Linked DNA regions of Mus musculus: region 2 is linked to region 1. Evidence: chromatin contacts called from public Hi-C data. All regions are on one chromosome and are shown on one strand. Each heading gives the region's core, a stretch centred on a gene start, on an enhancer-like site or on the middle of the called end of the contact. The rest is flanking DNA. Distances are from core to core; before and after follow the strand shown. Region 1 overlaps 4930556G01Rik (RIKEN cDNA 4930556G01 gene). Region 2 has its middle 81 kb from the start of Gm32173.

Region 1 (3,109 bases), core at 448-2,947:
GCTATCCTGGTTCTTGCTCTGTAGATTGACCTTGAATGCAGAGATCAGCATTCGATTAAAGGTGTGTATCACCATGCCTGGGTCTAATTAAGTTGGGTAGAATCTTGCCCCAAGGTCCCACTCCCATAATCTGTTATCTCCTAGAACACAAGATTTTGCTCCATTTCACTTCCTGGTACTCCTTTAATATTTGAACCATATATTTTATATTTTGCCTTTCTAAGCTTGCTATGCTTGTTCAAACTTCTCTTTGTGAGACTTAACCAGAGAACAAATTCTCTGCTGGGCTTCTTTGAAACTTCCTTTGTCAATGCAATTAATCCAAGTCTCGTCACCTTAGCCTCAGGCAGACTTTTTAGACAAGAGTAAAAAGTAGCCACATTCTTCACCAAAATACCACAAAAACAGTCTTTATGCCACATACTGAAAGACTTCTTTGAAATCTCTTGGGCCAGGTCAACACAGTTCAAATTACTCCCAGAAACAAAGTCTTCCATATTCCTACTAGGATGACCCATTAAGCCCCATTTAAAGCATTCCACAGCTTTCCAAATCCAAAGTCCAAAAATCTACATTTTTTCAAATAAAAGCATGGTCAGGCCTATTACAGCAATACCCCACTCCCAGTACCAACTTCTGTCTTAGTTAGGGTTTTACTGCTGTGAACAGACACCATGACCAACATTAAGTCTAATAAAGAACATTTAATTGGGGCTGGCTTACAGGTTCAGAGGTTCAGTCCATTATCATCACAGTGGGAGCATGGCAGTATCCAGTCAGGCATGGCACAGGAGGAGCTGAGAATTCTATGTCTTCATCCAAAGTAGAAGACTGACTTTCAGGCAACGAGGGTGTGGATCTTATATCCACACCCAGAGTGACACACCCATTCCAACCAGGTCACACCTATTCCAACAAGGCCACACCTTCAGATGGTGCCACTCCCTGGTCCAAGGATATACAAACCATCACACCATGCAACTGGGGAAAAATGTAGATGTATCAGTCAGATGCTGGGACCTGTCATTTAAGTAGAACACAATTCTCTCAAGAATTGCATCAGCTGCTGCTGCCTTCAGAAACATTAACTCTTTGTGCCCGTAATCATCAGAATAAATGAATTCTAGTTCATAAAGATTATTGTTGTTCCTGACCTGAGGGAGGGTAGTTTTATTCTTATAATGTCTTGCAAGTCAAAAGAATAACATAAAGGAAAGGAAATGTGAGGGAAAAAAAATCAATGCAAAGACCTGATTTGGCAGCACTCATTTTGGCTAATTATAGGGTACAGGTAGGAAATATGGCTAATGGGGCTTAGCAACAGATGGGGAGGCAGCACAGAGCTCTAGATTCTTCCTCTGCCTCAGCTGTGACTTCCTGCAGCGTTGAACAAGTCATTCAAACCTGTTTTTGATTCAGTTCTTTCACTAAATTATGGATACTAATGCCTACTAGCTATGTCAAACATTGTTGGGAAGAATGCCTCATAGGAAGATCACAATACTCCTTCAAAGAGTTGAACAACTCTGGAGGCATAGTCTCTGCTGAATCAAACTGAACACAAGGAGAGGTCCTTCCAGTTGGGGCCTCTGTTCTCCATTTAAAGCCAAAATGAATGCAAATCTGAAAGTGACTTTGCACTTGCCATGCATCTCTGCTGCCTCTCAGGCATTCTCTCACTAGCTGATTGTAAGTATGCAAATGATATCTGATACCGCTCTCTGTGGCACACACTAGAACTTTAAAAAGCTTGGTGAATCCAAGGCTGATTGGCAGTTCCAAACATATTTGTGCCCTAATTTGTGGTCAAGAAGCACAGGCACATTTGGATAAGAGCAAAGCCAATGCAGTGACTGGCTTTGCTTGAGGTTTTAAAAGACAAGAAGGTTGGCAGCTAGGGATTACAACAATAGCAGCAGCAAAAACAACAGCAACAGCAGCAACAAAGGTCTGCATGTGGAATCTCAACTGGAAGCAATTCACCAAGGATTCTGAAATTCCAGAGAGTTTCACAGAGCAAAAGTAATCCCAGATAAAGAATGGGGACAATTTCTGCAGTGAAAGACAGGAACAATTTCTCAATCGACTGAAATGATTACATACAGCAGGATAGGGTGTGTGTGTGTGTGTGTGTGTGTGTGTGTGTGTGTGTGTGTGTGCATGTGTGTGTGGTTTTCCATTGTTAACAAGAAAGGGAACTGGTTTCTGTGGCAAAAATAGCAATAGATTTCCCTGAGTATTTCCCAGGGCTTCAGGCACTTATCCTGATGCTCTATGCCAGCATATAAATGAACCAAATGCTGGATAAGCCAGGGATGAGAAAGAGTTCAGAGAAGGAAACTAACATGAGTTGCTTGGTTGGTTGGCAAGCCAGTACAAAGTGTGCTTCTGAGCAACAGAGGTCAAGTGGCTTGCCCAAGTTCACTGACCTGGTAGGTGGTAGAGCCTTGTGAATAAACACACAGCCCTGGCTTTATGTTTTTTCTTTTACACTTCTAGTTGCCTTTAGGACATGTCTGAATCTATATACCAACTGCAGAGAGAGAGAGGACTGCCAGACTTGTCGAGTACCCCAGGCCATAGTACAAGGGGAAACCCTTCAGTTGACTTGCCCAGCTTCCTGCTGTTTGTAACTCAGCCAATTTGCCTCGTGGAAAGCTCTGTTGTCTCCCTACCTCTGAGAGGCCTCTCCTCTGCCTGGCTCCTGCAGGCCCTGCCTGTTTGCTGTTCCTACTTCCCAGTGATCAACAGCTGTTTTATGCTTTTCCCATTGTGCTTCACCGCCCTTTGTAGCCCTTCTGCCCACCTCCACGCAGCTCACCTTCATGTATTGAAGGGCAGTTGTGTTTGTGGCCTGTTATTATGTCCCTGAACAGCCCTATGAAGTGGAACTTAAAGGGGTGAGTTGGAGAGGAACTTCCATTACTACCACTTCTCTTCATTTCTCACTGTCACTAGAGCCTTTATGATTGTTGCAGATGGCAAAGCTCAAACCTGAACCGGACTTTTCTCTGTTTTAATTTTTTTCAGGTCACATTAATCATACAAAGTCTAAGTCCACCTGGATTCCTAGCTTGGAAGATTCTTACCTCCATACATTTAAGGTGTG
Region 2 (3,505 bases), core at 476-2,975, 630 kb before region 1:
TTTACTGGTGTCTGGTGGCTCATGTCTTTTATCCCAGCACTCCAGAATTCAAGGCCAGCCTGGTTTACATAGCAAGTTCCAGGCCACCCGAGGTTACCTAGTGAGACCCTGTCTCAAAAAAACAAAAAACCAAAAAAAAAAACAAAAAAACAAAACAAAACAAAAAAAACCCCTAACAAAACAGAAATAGAGAAACAAAGATTTTCCTCAACAGACACACAAATGATACTAACAGAAAAAAAAATTCTATAGCATAAAAAAAAAATCTGTTTTGCTCTGAATGAAAGCAAATGTTACCTCAGATAATTTAAGGATTATGATTATGAAATGCAATCATTAACATGCTGACTTTGATGAATTTTAACTTTGATCTCATCTTTACCACACTCAGTAAGCAGATTCGATCAGGTGAAGAGAGGTGATCAGTCTGGGATAGACCCTCATTTCATGACTGATTTTGAGCCCATGGACAAGCTTTTGTTTGGGAGGACATAACTATACATTTTAAGAACTCAGGCCTGTCCATGCTTCTGCTAAAGAGGTAGCGTCCATTAAAGTCACATTAATACTTACATTTCTCAATAGGCTTTACCGATAACTCTAAATGACTGGAGCAGAGAATACCAACCATCTCCAAGATTTTTCATGTTTTTTTTTTCCATTAGGTGACTTGCTTTTCATTCTGAAATATAGCTTAGAAATTACTATTTAGGTGCTCAAAGACTGAGAAGTTTCCTGGACATGCCATTTTTATGTAATAAGATGGTAATACTTAAGATTTAATAAAGTCCCTAAAAGTAGGTTTCATTAGAGCATGCTTAGAATTATTTAGCACCAATAATTCCTCAATACTATATAATAATGGTTCTCCACATGTTTTCTTATTCCACGAATGCAAAAGAATATATCTCACGATAGCATTTTATTCACATTTTTTTCCACGGGGGTGGGGGTGGGGTAAGGAGTATGTTATAAAGAGTAAATTTAGTATCCAGTGAAATGAAATTCCTTTGGAGCAAAGAGGGCAATATGTCTCTAGCTTATATTAAATTAGAGTGTTCTCTAAGACTCCTACAGAGACAATTCCTTTAAAGCTTGTCTTAAGAGTGTGAGATGATAACCACCCCTCTCAACTTGCTTGGATGTCAGCTTCCTTGCAGGGCACCAGCAGGCATGTCTAGGTGAGCCACAAGTTCTCCTGTGCTTACCCCTTGGCTGAAAGTAGTTTCACAGCACAGAAGAAGCAAAGAATGAAGTGTGGAATTTGATTAGGTAGTCATTACCTTGCACAACGCCTGGCAGTGTGTCAACCCAGATTCCAATCCACTCAGAGTTTAAGGACCATCTTTCCCCAACCCGGCTCCCTGACTGGCTTGATATTTCACTATGGCAACGCTGCTTGGCTCCCCGGAGAACAGCCATAGGTGTCCGCGAAACCCAACCTACCATTGAGAATTTTCCTCTAGAAAACTGAATAAAGTAACTCAGAGATGCCTGGCTGCCACAGAAGGCTCTTCCATGTCTCTCTGGAGCCTGACTTCTGGGCTCCATGCATCTGGCAGAGCTCTTGCAAGGGTGGTTTGTTTTGAGGAAGATGCTGACGACCCCCCTCCCATCGGCTGTTGCTCCGGGTCTGTCTTCACTCAAAACTCTATCTGTACTTCACTGCCTGACTGCAATTAGCTCTCGTCAGCTCTGTGGAATTTCTCTCTCCAGTTTTTCTAGCAGTAATTACGGTTTCTCGTTTACAGTGGAACTTGCAGTCTGTTTGGAGCTACTTCATGAACTTGGCAGGCGACTGAGGTGATCGTGTGTCCTATCTTGTTCCCTTTCTATCTGTCTTTCAAAACCAGGACAGGTCTTTGTTTTGCTGAAGTTTGCCATTTCCCCTTGTTTCTGATGTGCAGCCTTCTTTGTGCTGACAGCCAAGAACGCTCTGGACTGTTGCCCCGTTTGCCTCCAGAGACTGATGCAAAATCTTCAAAGTGAAGTCAGTGGGTTTTCTCAGAATAGAGTTTACCAGAGACTAGACACATTCATGCTTAGGAATCTATTACTCTCCGCTGAAAATTTTCAGAGTGACAGCCTGGTGTGTTGGCAACTCTCATGTCTGCAAATATACTTGAAACCACTTGAAATAACAAACAAACAAACAAACAAACAACAATAAAGGTTCAGCCAGGGCAACGATTCGTTAAACACTCAATTTTTGTTTTGGTTATTTTCAGTTTCTCATTTTATAGGAATAAAAATTTTTAGGCAGATGCCCTTGGTGGGGTAACCTGCAGTGGACTTTGTAAGTGCTCGGCAGAGTCTAGTCAAGACATAATCTGCTTAGCAAGGGTTCCTCCAAATGTATGTGGGCTGTTAGAGAAAAGAATGCGATGGTGTGGAGGGGCTTTGGCTCTTGGATTTCTCTAGCGACCTGCATGTTCGGTGCAAAGTAGTTGTGTGGTGCTTCTTGACGTCTGCACGCACTAGCTGGGCACTATTTATCCAGTAACTTATACACCTAATCTCTGAGACAGAAACAAACATCACCGTTCCTTTTCTTCAGGGCATTTGAATACATTATCCATTTATTTGGTGTTTGGCTGAGGTTTAAATGAGTCATTTAATACGCCCCATTCACAGCAAGTTAACTTGCAAGCAGGTGGCATCCATGACTCATGGCATTGTTAACAGTTCTGACCAGGATCAGCGACCACACTCCAGCCTTCCTGTCGGGAATTATGGAGCTTTGTGCCAGTGATCATGGCAGGAGCTTCCCGCAAATCTGTGCCTTAGGTAACGGAATGGCCATAAAAACCGTGAGAGTTTCATAAAACAGAGTCACTGTCTATTCTAATGACTGGGAGGGCTATTGGTAAAGCTGTTTTAGGCCGATTATCATTACAGATAGATAGGCTCCATTCCTCTCGTAAGCACCTCTGTGGCCCCATAAGAAGCACATCAGCCTTAATGCAAACAAAGGTCATTTTTATAAGAAAGGTCAGTTGCACTCAGGAATCTAGAGAGGAAGAGGGTGGCATAAAGGAAGACAGAAACTCACTTATAAAGTGGAGTTGTGTGCTTTGAAAAACTATTATTTAAGGATCTTAGTATCCAGTTCTCCCCCTTTTTTTCTAAAATTATACCTACAATGTTCTAAAATGTATACTTCATTATTCTATCTATCTATCTATCTATCTATCTATCTATCTATCTATCTGTCTGTCTGTCTGTCTGTCTGTCTGTCTGTCTGTCTGTCTGTCTGTCTGTCTACTATCTATTTCAGTTTGTTGACCACTTCATTCTCTGCCTGGATTTCACAGCCCCCATGTTCTGTCTTCATCAGTCTTCCTTGCATAAAACAGATATTTAAAGAACACATTTTTTTCTTTGTATTTTGAATATTTGTAATGTTTGTTCATTTCTGAATAAAAGAAAGAAAAGTATCTCATTGCATAAAAGTAAATGCAAAGAACTCCCCACCCCTGACAGTTTGGTGAATATTGTGAGATAC

What was found. A called contact is a pair of places that touch in the nucleus more often than the background predicts.
Region 2: a Hi-C map of cranial neural crest shows a contact between it and region 1, with 1.8 times the contacts expected there. The contact joins two enhancer-like sites. A contact is called at or near these places in 3 of 484 Hi-C or Micro-C datasets (cranial neural crest and uterus).

What each region holds. Positions count from the first base shown.
Region 1 is chr4:30,775,834-30,778,942 of GRCm38.p6, reverse strand. All of the region lies in intron 2 of 4930556G01Rik (RIKEN cDNA 4930556G01 gene), which reads right to left. Among named protein-coding and RNA genes, the nearest start is that of 4930556G01Rik, 110 kb to the right of the region's middle. Within about 2 kb of position 1,697, at least 5 of the 459 cell types and tissues checked have an H3K27ac peak or open chromatin away from gene starts, as enhancers often do.
Region 2 is chr4:31,403,366-31,406,870 of GRCm38.p6, reverse strand. No RefSeq gene overlaps it. Among named protein-coding and RNA genes, the nearest start is that of Gm32173, 81 kb to the right of the region's middle. Within about 2 kb of position 1,725, at least 39 of the 459 cell types and tissues checked have an H3K27ac peak or open chromatin away from gene starts, as enhancers often do.